Regions from separate parts of the Mus musculus genome. Here region 2 is linked to region 1. Evidence: chromatin contacts called from public HiChIP or PLAC-seq data. All regions are on one chromosome and are shown on one strand. Each heading gives the region's core, a stretch centred on a gene start, on an enhancer-like site or on the middle of the called end of the contact. The rest is flanking DNA. Distances are from core to core; before and after follow the strand shown.

Region 1 (6,823 bases), core at 2,317-4,816:
TGGGAGGGAGGGCCTCGCTGCCCGACCCCTGGATACCGCCTCTGTCACAGGTCCAGCCTCTGCTCTGAACCAGGCCTAACACACAGAGATACCACATACAGGCGAGCCCTAAGGCCAGCTTTCCTATGGAGACTAGGCAGCTCTGTAGCCCGGAATGCCCCAGGCAACTCCCTTAACCCCCACACCCACCCTCATAGCATCACCCCCAAACACAATGAGGCACTGTTTTCCAACGGGTCAAGCCCGCTGAGAAGCTGAAAGGAGACATGTCCAGATTCCAGCAGCCTGGCCACTGCCAACAGCTGGCTGTGTCCCCCGCTATGGAGGAGCGGGCAATGCTATCAAGCCATTTCCTGGGGGACCTCCTGGCCTGGTAGAGCAGAAACTTTAGAGGTAACTACCAGTTACTCCGCAGGCCTCTCTTGGGGTCCGCTCCCTGATTAGTACTAGGTCCTAATGCTTTCCGATTAAGACGACCAGATCCAGAATTGGATCGATCTAGGTTCAAACCCCAGCCAGCTCTGCCAGAACGTCTAAGCTCAGGCTTCTTGAGAGAGAGAGAGAGAAAGTGCTGAGCACGGGGCCTGTCTCCAGCAGAGGAAGAGGGATTCCTGACAGGCAGGCCACACTGTGGTTACGGCCGCCCCAAATACATTACCGACATGAACAACATGAACGTGGAGAGAGAGGGAGAGAGGAGAGCCAGGGCAGAAAGCATAATGAGAGTGATCTGTGTTGTGAGAACTCTGTCCAGGAAACCCCGGCCAGAACTTGAACAGAAGGAGCTCTGGGCCAAACCAGCGTCTAAGCGTCTAATGAGAAAAGCCACCAAGCAGCCGCCCAACAGCACACAAAAAAACGCAGGGAACACGCGGAGGAAGGCAGAACACGCTGTGTTTATGTTTTGTTTTGTTTTTTCTGACCAATGAGCTATAAATTTGTAACTTATTAAACAGCACATGGTGACTCTCACTGGCCACTGTGAGGAGGGGAAGAGTCCTCCAATTAATCTTTTTAAATTGATTTATTATTTTTACTCTCAAGCCCTCCCCCAAAAAACCCCACCGTTATCATGGAGGCTAGGTATGCACCCCACGCATGGCCTTGCCACAAGGAGATCACCTTAAACGACTGCCCCATGTTAAGTGACGGGGAGGTGCACGCTGCTGAGATCTCTCTTGGGACACAAATAAAAACAAGAGGGCTGGCCCGTCATAAGCCATCCTAACTTAGGAAAACAGCTGACGGGCAGTGTGCTGAGCAGCCATGCAGACAGCTGACCGCCTGGGCTGAGAAGCAAATTCCTCTCCAGTCCTGCACATCCATCCTTACCCCCACCCCGCCCTGGGCTCTGGTCAGCCAGGCGGAACGGCCCCCTGAGAGCCCAGACTAAGGAGGCAGTGTAGCTCGGATGGAGCAACTGGAGAGTCTAGAGAAGGCAGCAGAAGTCACAGGTGGCAGCCACCACCCCTTGCCACCCCTCCTGCCAGCACCAGCTCACCCCCTTCCCCGGAAGGAATGTATACAGGAGCTGCCCAGGGACCAGCTTCTAGGCACAGACTTCATTCGTTTCTGGGCTGTGCAACCTTGGGTCAGAGACTCAGCCTCTCTTGGTCTCTTGTTAAATAGAGGTAGTGTTGGTGGCCATGGCCTCAGGGTGATCTTACAGAAAGGACAGGACAAATCCAGGCATGGGTAAGAACTCCACAGACAGCCCATTTCAATCCCTACGGTCCCCGTCTGCCAGAAAGCACTCTTTCCTTTCAAAGACAACTCAGTGTGCTGGCCCTAAATGGAAGACAGTCAGAAGCCGGGAATTCCGAGCTCTGCGGACACTACAAAGACTTCCTCAGTCCTTCAAACAGCACGGGGACTGTCCAGAAGCAACAGGGCCCTCAACCAGCCTGTGAGGTGCTGTGACTAGATTCCCCTCGTCCCCACCGGGGGAACCCCTTACACATTCAGATACCTACTCAAAAGCTCATCACCCCGGCCTCCTTTCGAAAGCTCAGGTATTTTTATGTGGAAGAATAAAAATTAAAAATACCTGCCTGGAAGCTACGCCAACCTTGAGTGCATCGGGAACGGACGTGCCAAGCCTGACCCAAAAGCATAGCTATGCCTGGCAGACAGCCCACTCCGTGAACCAAGCAGGACCCAACACCATCCCAGCCTCCAGGATGTTACACCAGCTCCCTGATCCCACAAGGAAACTGTAGCCAGTTTTAAAAATGACCAGTCTTAACTTGGTACCCTGTGTTGCCTGAGAGGTCCCTCAGTCTTATCTAGTGAATCTGCTCCTCAGAGCCAGGGACACGGATGGCACCAGCGGTCATACAAGCCACCCACAGTCCAGAGAGTGAAGACAAGGCTCCTACAGAGAAGGGACTTTATCCCACACACACCTCCTCAGCTGAGGGGCCCTCCGGGGAGGGGAAGACAGGGGCTCCTTCACGCTGGGATTCACTGGGCATTCCTAGAAGCCTTGAATCAACCCCCTTGGGTTTAAAATCCACTTCCAGGAGAGTCTTTCCTTTCCTCTGTCCTAACAGCAGACCAAGTGTGGGCTGAAAAGAATGGCCTCTGGGCTCCAATAACACGAGGACAGTTAAAACTCTGTTCTGGGTGTCCTGTCCTCTTTACCTGTGGGGTTTCCAGCAGCTCTGATGCTGGGGGTGGGGGACCTTGCCAGCCAGGACACGTTCAGAGATGGCCGTAGCCTGCGGCCCATTCCCCTTCTCATTCCTCTGGCATGTCACCAGGGTCTGGGAACGGTGGGTGAGAGGCGGGAGTCATAAGCCACCACCCCCCCAAACTTGCCTTTCTAAGTTTAAACTTGATCTTGTAATACAGGGTGACCAGACTTGAAACGGTGTGTGGTGGGGGTTGGGGGGGGGTGTATATGCAGTACCCCCGGGGACACTTGTCATTAGAATGGGGGTGTGGTCCTCACAAGCTTTTCTGTGGGCTGTGATAGGAAATGGGTGGGCTCTCTCGAAAGGGGCTATATCCCTGAAACGGGGTGGGGGGTCTGGGGGCAGTGTGCAAAGTGGAAGGTGGCCTGGAGGGAACAGAGGGGGGTCATAGAAGAAACAGCCTCTGAGACCGAGTCCCATAGGCAGACGCTCTGAGGTGGGGGTGGGGAAGCCAAGTGAGGGTCTCCTGCAAGCCAAGGAGGTCTGCCCCGGGAGCGGGGCGCCTCTCCCAGAGGTGGGTCCCTGAACACCCAGTACGGGATCGAGGTCCTCAGGCGCCGCAGCGAAGAGCGGCCAGCACAGCCCCGGGCCGTAGGCACCGCAGCCCAGCCGGGCGCTAGGGTGGGATCGGCGGCCGCCGGGCCCCGGCCGCTCCGCCCTCCGTCTCCCGCACTCACCGAGGTCGTCCATGGCTGGTCCTCAGACGCCAGTCCCCGGCTCGATGTCGCCCTCGCTGCCCGTCTCCGGGCTGCTCCTCGCCGCCCCGCAACTTTTCCGCGTCCAGCCTCGGCCCGGAACGGAACCCGCTGCCGCGCTGCCTCCTCCTCCACCACCGCCGCCGCCGCCGGCGCGCGCGCCCGCGACAGGATAGCCCCGCCCCCGCGTGCACGCTGGCCACGCCCCGCCTCCGACCCCCCACCCCCCCAGCACGCCCAATCCCGCAGGGGGCGAAAGCTGGGCGTGGTCGTGGCGCCCCCTGGCGGCTGGACAGGCTGGTGGCGTCTATAGGCCATGAACCTCTGCGTTCAGTCTGACCCGACCTTCTGGCAGACTAGTCACTCAAGAGAGTCGGTGGCAGATTTGTCACTCAAGAGAGTCGGATTTGTCCACCTGTCCCTGTAGGTCACCTCCCAGGAGGATTAAATCGGCTTGCCTGGAGCCTTTGGACTGATGGCAGTGCTAGTCATCCCAGAATAATATCCCAGATGTAGTTTTTGTGAAACAGGGTCTCTCTCTCTCTCTCTGTCTCTCTGTCTCTCTCTCTCAGGGTCTCTCTCTCTCTGTCTCTCTCTCTCTCTCTGTCTCTCTCTTTGGTTTTTCTTTTTTTTTTTTTTTAAAGTATTCATTTGAATTAATGTTGAAACAATTCATGGTTTTTTTTTTTAAAGATTTATTTATTTATTACATGTAAGTACACTGTAGCTGTCTTCAGAAGAGGGCGTCATATCTCGTTACAGATGGTTGCGAGCCACCATGTGGTTACTGGGATTTGAACTCTGGACCTTCGGAAGAGCAGTCGGGTGCTCTTACCCACTGAGCCATCTCACCAGCCCTCTCTTTGGTTTTTCGAGACAGGGTTTCTCTGTGTAGCCCTGGCTGTCCTGGAATTCACTCTATAGACCAGGCTGGCCTCAGAAATCCGCCTGCCTCTGCCTCCTGAGTGCTGGGATTAAAGGCATGCACCACCACTGCCCGGAGAAACAGGGTCTCTTTGTACCTCCAGCCAGGCTGGAACCTGAGACCTTTGTCCTGACTGGTAACATCAGCAGTGGCTGCGACCAACTCTGGCCCCAGATCCAGTACTTTAGAGCTTATGAAACCTTTCATTTTACCCCTTTCCCTGCTTCCCCCTTCCTAGAGACTGCCAAAATTCTGCACAAGGTAGATTTACCCCACATTACAGCAAAGCAAAAACTACCAAAACTTCATTCCCGGATCCTGGCAGATTTGCCCAGGGGACTCAGAAACTGGATGATAAAAGCCTGGTGTAGTAGCTCAGGACTATAATCTCAGCTAGTTGGGAGATGCAGGCAGGTCTTCAAATTCAAGATTACACTGGACTAGAGAAAGAGTAAGGACTAAACTGGGCAATTTATAGGAAGACCTGTCTCAAATTTTAAATTTTTTGAAAACTTTTAAAAATAAATACACACACACACACACACACAAACTGAGTGTGGTGGCACAAGACTATAATCCCAGAATTTAGTAGGCAGAGGCAAGTTTATCAGGAGTTCAAAGTTGTCCTTAACACCACACAGTCAGTTCAGTTCAAAGCCAGCCAGGGCTACATAAGACCCTGTCTCAAAACATACATACATACATACATACATACTTCAAGACCAGCCCAACAAGTAACATAGGACTTAAATCCCCACCCTTAGGAAGTGGAAGCAGGAGAATAAGAAATTCAAGGCCATCCTTAGCTAAATATTGATTATGAAACTACCCTGGGCTATATAAGACTCTATCTAAAATCATTGACAAATAAAAATGTAAACTGTTGGCCAGGCATGGTGGCACATACATTTAATTCTAGCACCCAGGAGGTAGAAGCAGGTAGATCTCTGTGAGTTCCAGGACAACCAGAATTACGTAATAGAAAAACCCGTCTCAAAAAACAACACAACAGCCGGGCAGTGGTAGTGCATCCCTTTAATCCCAGCATTTGGGAGGCAGAGGGAGGTGGATTTCTGAGTTCAAGGCCAGCCTGGTCTACAGAGTGAGTTCCCAGACAGGCAGGGCTATACAGAAAAACCCTGTCTTGAAAACCAAAAGAAGAAAAAAAAATGTTTTTTGTCTCAGTGACAAAGCACCTGCTTAAAGTGCCTGAAGCCCTGGATTTAGTCTGCAGTACTCCCATCCCTAATAGTAGAAAGTGTACACTGTGGTGGTTTGAATGAGATTGGCCCCACAGGCTCATATATTTGAACACTCGGTTCCCCAGCCTGTGGATCTGTTTGGGAAGGACTGGGAGGTGTGGTCTTTGCTGGAGGAGGTGTGTCACTAGGAAGCAAGCTTTGAAGTTTCAAAAGCGCCACTCCATTCCCACTCTCTGTCTGCTTCCTTTTCATAGATCAAGACCTAAACTTTTAGTTTACGGCTCCCGCGCCAGGCCCGACTGCCTGCTGCCTGACTCCCCCCACTTGGTGATCATGGGCATTGCCCTTGGGAACAGCAAGCTTCCAATGAACTGCTCTATTAACACAGCCTGGCTTGTGGTGTTTTGTCACAGCAATTGAAAAGGTAACTAAGACAAGTGATTTGTAAAATAAAAATAAAGAAGAGAGGCTGGAGAGATGGCTCAGCAGTTAAGAGCACTGACTGCTCTTCTGAAGGTCCTGAGTTCAAATCCCAGCAACCACGTGGTGGCTCATAACCATCTGTAATGAGATCTGATGCTCTCTTGTGGTGCCTCTGAAGACAGCTACAGTGTTCTTATGTATAATAAATCTTTACAAAAAAATACAGATAAACTAAGAGACAAAATTAAAACTATTTGAAGTCCAATAATGTGACTAATAGGCGTTTGTGATATTGTTATTGTTTCGCTTTGTTTTGGGTCTCATGTATCCCAGGACAGCCTTAAAACAAAGGCCAAAGATGGCCTTGGACTTTCTGATCCTCTTGCAAGAGTGCTAGGATCTCAGGTGTGGCCCACCATGTCTGGTTCTGTCAGTACTGAGGACAGAACCCAGTTTCATAAATGCTGGGCAAACACTAAACTGACTAAGCTACCCCCCCAGCTCCCCAGTCCCCCAGCCCCCCAGCCCCGCTATCTCCAGTTTCTAGATCCACAGTGCTCAACCTGTGGATCTTGATCCCTTTGGGGCATCAAAGGACTCTTTCACACGGGTCTCCTAAGACCATTGGAAAAAGAGTTATTTATCTTACAATTCATAACAGTAGCAAAATTACAGTTATAGAGTAGCATCGAAAATGATTGTATGGCGGGGGACGGGGGTCACCACAGCATGAGGAACTGTGTTAGAGGCAGCTTCTTCAGGAAGGTTGAGGACCCCTGCTGTGGCTCGTCTTACCCGCATTTACTTAACCCATAACAGTGCTGAGTGATGCACCCCAGCCAGCATTTACTTAACCAACGCCTTAGTGAAATGGAATTCTCT
Region 2 (6,823 bases), core at 2,519-5,018, 96 kb before region 1:
ACAGGAAGATAGATGCTGGTTTGTACAAGTCTAGGAAGTGGCAGGGCCATGGGAGGTCCCCCGGCTGGGAGGCCGGCCTGCCCAGGAGAGCAATCCCTGCGCCACAAGGAGCAAGGGTGGCAGCTAGCACCCTCTGCACTGAGAACGGGCTAGTTTCAACAGGATGACCTGCAGTCAGCGCCGAGTTTCCTGGGTATTAGGGGCTTTGTCTGCAATCAGCAACCACATGGGGATTTTATGGAAAACAAAAAAGTTTTAAGGCACGGAAGACCCAAGAGTCAGTGATAAAAATAAAGCACTCAGAACTTAGAGCAGCCAAGTGCAGATGGACTGACTTCTCCAGACAGCCCCGCAGGAGGACTCTAGGACCTCCTCACGAGCTCAGACAGTTTAGCCTCTCTATACACACGCAGCAGTCAACAATAACAACCTACTAACCCACTTATAAAACAAGCAACAGTAGGAATAGACGATTCTACAGAAGCTACAGTGACAGCAGACAATGGGAACATGTTCAAGTCACTGCATCTTTGCCTTTAGGGAAAGGCACACCAAGACCACACAGACAGACAGGATGCAGAGGCAGCCAGGGCTCTTTGTGTTCAAGGCCAGCCTGGGCTACACAGTGAGTTTTAGGCCAACCGAGGCTACAGAGCAAGAACTCAGCCTCCATCAGCCCTCAGGAAAGAAACACACCATGGCTGGGCTGTATCCCAGCTGCTGGAGCCCATGCCTAGCACGTGAATCCTGGGCTCAGTGTTCAGCACCGCCTAAACCAGGTAGGTGTTGGTGATGCATGCCTATAATCCCAGGATTTGGGATCAGAAGGTCACAAGCATCCCAGGATACCAGGCTGTCCACACAGGCCAACTATGACAGAGAACCAAGCATCACAGGAAAGAACACCTCTGGGCCAATGAGAGGGCTCCCTGGTAAGGCACTTGCCACCAAGCCTGAACTGAGATGGTGCCCAGGACACACAGGCTGGGAGGAGGAGATCAATTCTCACTCTCTGTTTACTTCCACCATACACGTGTGTCTACATATATCCATATAACACTAAAACAATAAACATAATTATAACTTTTTAATTAAAAAAAAGGTTAATCCTTTTGTCTGATGGAATTCAGCAGAAGAGACAGTTGCCCGGAAACCAGGGTTTTAGACGGTGCTGATGGGCTCCGAGCTGCCAGGGAATAGGCAGACCGCACAGCTCAGCCAAGTGCACGGGAGCTCTCAGAGCCAATGACTCGGTGTCCCTAACCATGAAGCCGATGACAGGCTCCAGACTGCTTCCAAAGCGCCTTCAACCATTTAGTCTAACTAAGAAAGGGGCTTCCCAGCACTGAATATGAATATTTCAATATGGATGTATTTGTCCTCAGAGAGACAGTCAGTGGACGTTCCCTAGAGCATCCAGGAAAAGGGATGCAGGCAGGGTAAGTGCCCTCACAGGAGAAGCATACCGAGAATCTCCGGGTTTCTGATGACAGAGCCAATCTGCCTGAGGGCCTGCTGTCCAGCCTTCTGCACTTTGACGTGGGAGTCTGTCAGCACTTCTGTGAGCTTGGGCACAATGTTGGGCAGGCAGGACGACAGCTGCTTAGGTGCACAGTACGCCATTGCCCCGAGCAGCTCTACGGACCCTGCAGACAGGAGACACGCGTGCAGCACTGAGACACTCGACACTCACCAGCACATTTTCTGTAACTATAATTGTGGGTGGTGCCAGCCCGGGCTGGTGGTCCTGGATGTATAAGCAAACAGGTCAAGCAGGCCAGGAGGAGCAAGCCAGTGAGCATCCTCCTCTACGGCCTCTGCGTCAGCTCCTGCCTCCAGGTTCCCGCCCTGACTTCTCTGAGTAATGGTCTCTGAGTAATGGACTGTGATCCCAAGTTCCCTTGGGCCATGGTGCCTATCACAACAGAAGAGACCTAGCCAGGGCAGCAGGAAGACCTAGTTTGGTCCTGCAGGTGTTCCAAGGGTAAGTCACTGGGTTTCTCAGGGCTCAGGTTCCACATCCACAAGTGAGGAGATCATTGTTCTCTGTGCTGTTTCAAACTGTAAGGCAAAGAGGCCTGAAGGACAGAAGGGAGCCTCTGCAGGAAGGACCCAGGCCCTGCCCTCCCTACCAGAATCTCCATCTATCTGTTCCAGAAGCTTCCAGACTACAGCTTTCAAGCTCGGGATCTCCCCAGGGCTGTGGCTTCTGCATGAAGCCTGATCCAGGAATCAGAGCCCTAACTCTACAGACTGCCGTGTCCATACACAGGAGCTGTGACTACTTGTGTACCTACTGAGGGTCATTTTCAGGACAGGATGGAGGGGTGTGGCCTCACCAGCTTTGGTCCTCCAGGACTCCTCCTCCAGGGCAGCTAACAAGGACGGGAGCACCAACTTCACACCGTGAGCACTCAAATTGCTCATCACAGCTTTGGCACAGTCATCTGCAGCCTCAAGGGAGGAGAGAAGACAGTCAGGGGCCTCCTTGTCAGGGCAAGCACTGAGCCCGCCACTGACCCTCGTGTCCCTACAGTCACCAAGATGGTGGTTTTGTTAGACCCTGTGCCAAGTTCAGACAAACAGCCACACAAATCTTAAGGAGCTTCCGTACTAGGACTAGAGAGATGGCTCAGCAGTTAAGAGCACGTGTCTGGGCCAGACACTGATGGCATTTAATCCCAGGACTTCAGAGGCAGGCAGATCTCAGAGTTCAAGGCCAGCCTGTTCTACAGGACAGCCAGGGCTACACAGAGAAGCAACTCATTTAGCAATCATGAGGACGGAAGCTTGGACACTAGGACCACGTAATAAGCCAGGACATCATGTGTGTGCCCATATGAAGGGTTAGCTGGGGTTTGCCAGTTTCCAGCCCAGCTGAAAGGGGATAGAGGGCATCTGACAACCTCTTCTAGCTCCTGGAATCTCCTTATGTGCTCACACAGGCATACACATAGCACACATGCACACACAAATAAAATCCTCAATGCATCAGGGAACCAGAGAGAAATTCATAGCGGTAACCCAGGTAGGCACCGACAGGCCTCTGGCAGCAGGGGCTGGAACCCATCTTAGACCCCTCCCTGACCAAGCCTGCCTGGGAACAGTCCATTCTGCCCCCAGACTTACCTCGCGCACGTACTGGTTCCCATCCCCAAAGCACAGCAACAGATGGGGCAGCACGTGGACCACATAAGGCTCGAAGAGCTTCCCCAGCATGGTACAGAGCATCTCGAAGGCAAACAGCGCTCCTGGGGAGAGGATGACAGGAGGGCTGAGAACGCTAAGGCCACCAGGCTCCTGGGACCTCCTCAGGCGACCGTAGTCATGGACAGACTTAAGTGCAGCCGCCTGTCTCAGTCCTTGGGCAGGGATGTGGCAGAGGGCGACAGAGGAGGAGGCAGGGGAGTTTCCAACACTTTCTAGTACCACTAGGCAAGCCTCTCTCTGCTGTGTTAGAAGTCATAAAGCAGGTAGGGGAACAAGTTTATATCCCTGCACTCTGGAACCTGAGGCAGGAGGATCACCAAGTTGTAGGCTGTGCTTGGTAACTTAGGGACTCCTTAGCCTGAAACACGGAAATAAGAAAGGCTGGGGCGCAGCTCGGCAGCAGAGCAGCCTGCGTGGAATAGCTGAAGCCTGGGGTTCAGCCCAAGCAGTGCCAGACAGAAAAAGGGCGAAGTGCAGGTCAGCCCCACCATGGACAGGGCTGGGAGGAGTCCCACCTGCCCTCCCTTTCTCTGCTGTGTGCGTGCGTGCGTGCGTGCGTGCGTGCGTGCGTGCATGGGCACCCACTTCCTGTGCCGTCAGCCCCGGGCTCAGGGGACCCACCCTCTCGCCTTCGGAAGTTCTTCTTGTCCTGGATAGCATCAGTCAGCGCGGCCATCATCTCCTGCTGCTTCAGGGAGAGGATGCCCAGGCCCTTGACCAGGCCCGCCAGCCCGTATGCCGCCCCTTTGCGCTCCGCATACTTGTCCGACTCCAACAGCTGCTGCATGAGCCGCTGGATCATGCCCCCAGCATCCTCCTTGACAGCAGGCACGAGAGGTGGCAGGCAGCTGGCCACAGACTCCTGGACCTGCGGGAGCAGCCGTCGTCACATCAGGGACAGCTGAGCCCAATCTCACTGCTCCAGTGTCAAACAAAGCACCTGAGGAGCAGTGAGCTAGTTCCACAGTCATTACGACACACCCGCTCTACAGTGCAACCATCAACAAGAACCCTATAGTGCTGTTTCGGGTCGAAACCATAGCTCCTTAAACTGAGGTTCCCAGCCCTACATGGGGCCACACCCTAAGTCAATGTAGGGGTTGTGAGACACTAGGAAACAGTAAACATTTCTGAATATACACCAGCCAAACACTAATTCCAAATCTAACACATAAGACTCTGAGGTGTGAGCCGGGCGTGGTGGCGCATGCCTTTAATCCCAGCACTTGAGAGACAGAGGCAGGCGGATTCTGAGTTCGAGGCCAGCCTGGTCTACAGAGTGAGTTCCAGGTCAGCCAGGGCTACACAGAGAAACCCTGTCTTGAACCAACCCCCCCCCCCCAAAAGACTCTGAGGTGTTCCTGACAAAGCCCAGGAGTGTCGCCTCCTGTGACGTCACTGCAACCTCGGTCTGAACACACACAAATGCACTTTATCCTGAGCGTGCTGCACACCAACAGCAGTAATCGCTGCTCAGCCCCTCAGCTTGCACTGAGACCACTGTGTGGCACGGCAACATCTCGCTGTGTGTATCGGGTTTTATGCACTTAAGAGAATGATCCTGGCAAAAAACGAGAGACTTCAATGCTTTCCTCGCAGGGTTCCTCAGTCTGTGAGTGTCAGATCACTACAGCTGTGGGTCCACTGCCTTAGAACACTTACTTTTTAAAATCTGTTAGTCAGTCAGTTAGTAACAAGTGGTGACACACGCCTTTAATCCCAGCACCTGGGAGGCAGACACAAGTGAATCTCTCTGAGTTCAAGGCCTGGCAGGTCTGCATCAGGCCAGCCAGGGTTATAGAGTGAGACCCTCATCACACACCCCAAGAAACCTTAATTAGTTAATTAAGAAGTGATTGTACCAATGACCAGAGTTTCATTAAGAAAAAAAAAAGTAGTCTATGAATTTTGGCTTGGGGTTAAAACAACTTTCTGATTTCCAATTAAATATCTATGTAAAAGGGGAGGGTGAGGGAGAAAGCTCAGCCAAGTAGATGACCTGAGTTCTATCCTGGGAACCCACACTGGGGAGACCCTACTCCTGCAAGTGTCCTCTGATCTCTACACAGAGGCACGTGCCTCCTCCAACTAAACTAATAAGAAAAATGCCAATTAAAAATATATGTGTACTCCAGGACAGCCAGGGCTATACAGAGAAACCCTGTCTCGAAAAACCAAAAGAAAAAGAAAAATTAAAAAACAAAACAGGCCCGGGCAGTGGTAGCACACGCTTTTAATCCCAGCACTTGGGAGGCAGAGACAGGCAGATTTCTGAGTTCGAGGCCAGCCTGGTCTGCAGAGTGAGTTCCAGGACAGCCAGAGCTACACAGAGAAACCCTGTCTCAAAAAATAACAAAAAACCAAAACAAAACAAAACGGGGGGAGGGTATAGGGAACTTTCAGGATAACATTTGAAATTTAAATAAAGAAAATATCTAATGAAAAAAATATTAAAAAAAAATGTGTGTGAGAGCCTGCCACTTTGTACTACGTATTTATGCAAAGTAGCATTGTTAGCACTGATTTAAGTCAGAAATCAACTCAAACTGAAATTCTACATCCTAAGTAGTATCAACTATTTAGGCAAAATTTGTTTATTTAAAAGTAAATAAGCCCCCAGAGCTCGTGTCTCCAGCTGCATATGAAGCAGAAGATGGCGTAGTCGGCCATCACTGGGAAGAGAGGCCCCTTGGTCTTGCAAACTTTATATGCCCCAGTACAGGGGAATGCCAGGGCCAGAAGGTGGGAATGGGTGGGTAGGGGAGTGTTTGTGTGTGTGTGTGGGGGGGGTTTCTGGGGGACTTTTGGGATAGCATTGGAAATGTAAATGAAGAAAATACCTAATAAAAAAAATAAATTTAAAAAAAGTAAATAAGCGCACCTATCTCATTAGTATGCAAATCTGTTTTAAGCTCTAATAAATGATAATCATTTCATAGATACCAAAGAACTGATTTTAACTGTTACGGTTTATTACCACAGACATTTGATTTGCATACCTATTTTATATACATAAATGCCCAGCAATGAGTAAAATGTCTGTGACAAGAAGGGTTGTAAACTTTAGAAGTTGAAGCAACCCCGGTCTGAACAAAGACCTAAGGCCCAGGCAGCAGGGAACGGGGGTCCACCTGGCAGCGTGCTATGGCACTGTGCCTGGATTAAACAACCACATCTCCTAGTTCCCACACCTACCAGCGTCACCAGGGAATGGTGCTGGGTGTAAGAAAACCAGATCCAGGCGAGGAGAGAGAGATGCGCTGAATCCTACGTTCCAGCCACAGAGCCCAGCCACAGAGCGCACGCGGCAGCTGCCTAAGCTGCCCTTTGCGGTCAGACTCTGATCAATCCTGAAACTGTTTCCAACTGTAACTTTCATGAGGACACTCGGGGTGTGAAAGATCCAGTATGTCAATCTCAAGGAATTAGATATAAATGCATGGTTTCCAGACAAGAGGAAAAGAAAAGTCCTTGGGAGCATGGGTCAGAGAGACCTTACAGGTACCTGTAATGTGTAGCCAGCACACAGAGAGGCCAAGGGGAAACCACAAAGGGATCCTCTCTGGGGTGTGGCTGGTTTGAGTTATGGTCTCACTACATGGCCCTATCTGGT

Evidence for each region. HiChIP or PLAC-seq counts read pairs in DNA pulled down with a chosen protein or histone mark.
Region 2: a contact with region 1 is called in an H3K4me3 HiChIP or PLAC-seq map of pro-B cells, with 2.6 times the contacts expected there. The contact joins the enhancer-like site here to the promoter of Pxn in region 1. A contact is called at or near these places in 7 of 484 Hi-C or Micro-C datasets (B cells, the C10 cell line, the HL-1 cell line and 3 more), 6 of 115 datasets of contacts at active chromatin or transcription factors (bone marrow-derived macrophages, embryonic stem cells, neural tube and 2 more) and 4 of 9 other capture datasets (adipose tissue, embryonic stem cells, liver and 1 more).

Annotation. Positions count from the first base shown.
Region 1 is chr5:115,503,419-115,510,241 of GRCm38.p6, reverse strand. Pxn (paxillin) reads right to left here and starts at 3,566. Exons shown (of 12, transcript NM_133915.3): 1 at 3,374-3,566. The coding sequence starts at 3,386.
Region 2 is chr5:115,599,641-115,606,463 of GRCm38.p6, reverse strand. It overlaps Gcn1 (GCN1 activator of EIF2AK4), which reads right to left. Exons shown (of 58, transcript NM_172719.2): 34 at 3,832-4,078; 35 at 3,130-3,251; 36 at 2,340-2,454; 37 at 1,467-1,646. Among named protein-coding and RNA genes, the nearest start is that of Mir7029, 22 kb to the right of the region's middle. Within about 2 kb of position 3,768, at least 5 of the 459 cell types and tissues checked have an H3K27ac peak or open chromatin away from gene starts, as enhancers often do. A contact at or near this core is called in pro-B cells, where this site is marked.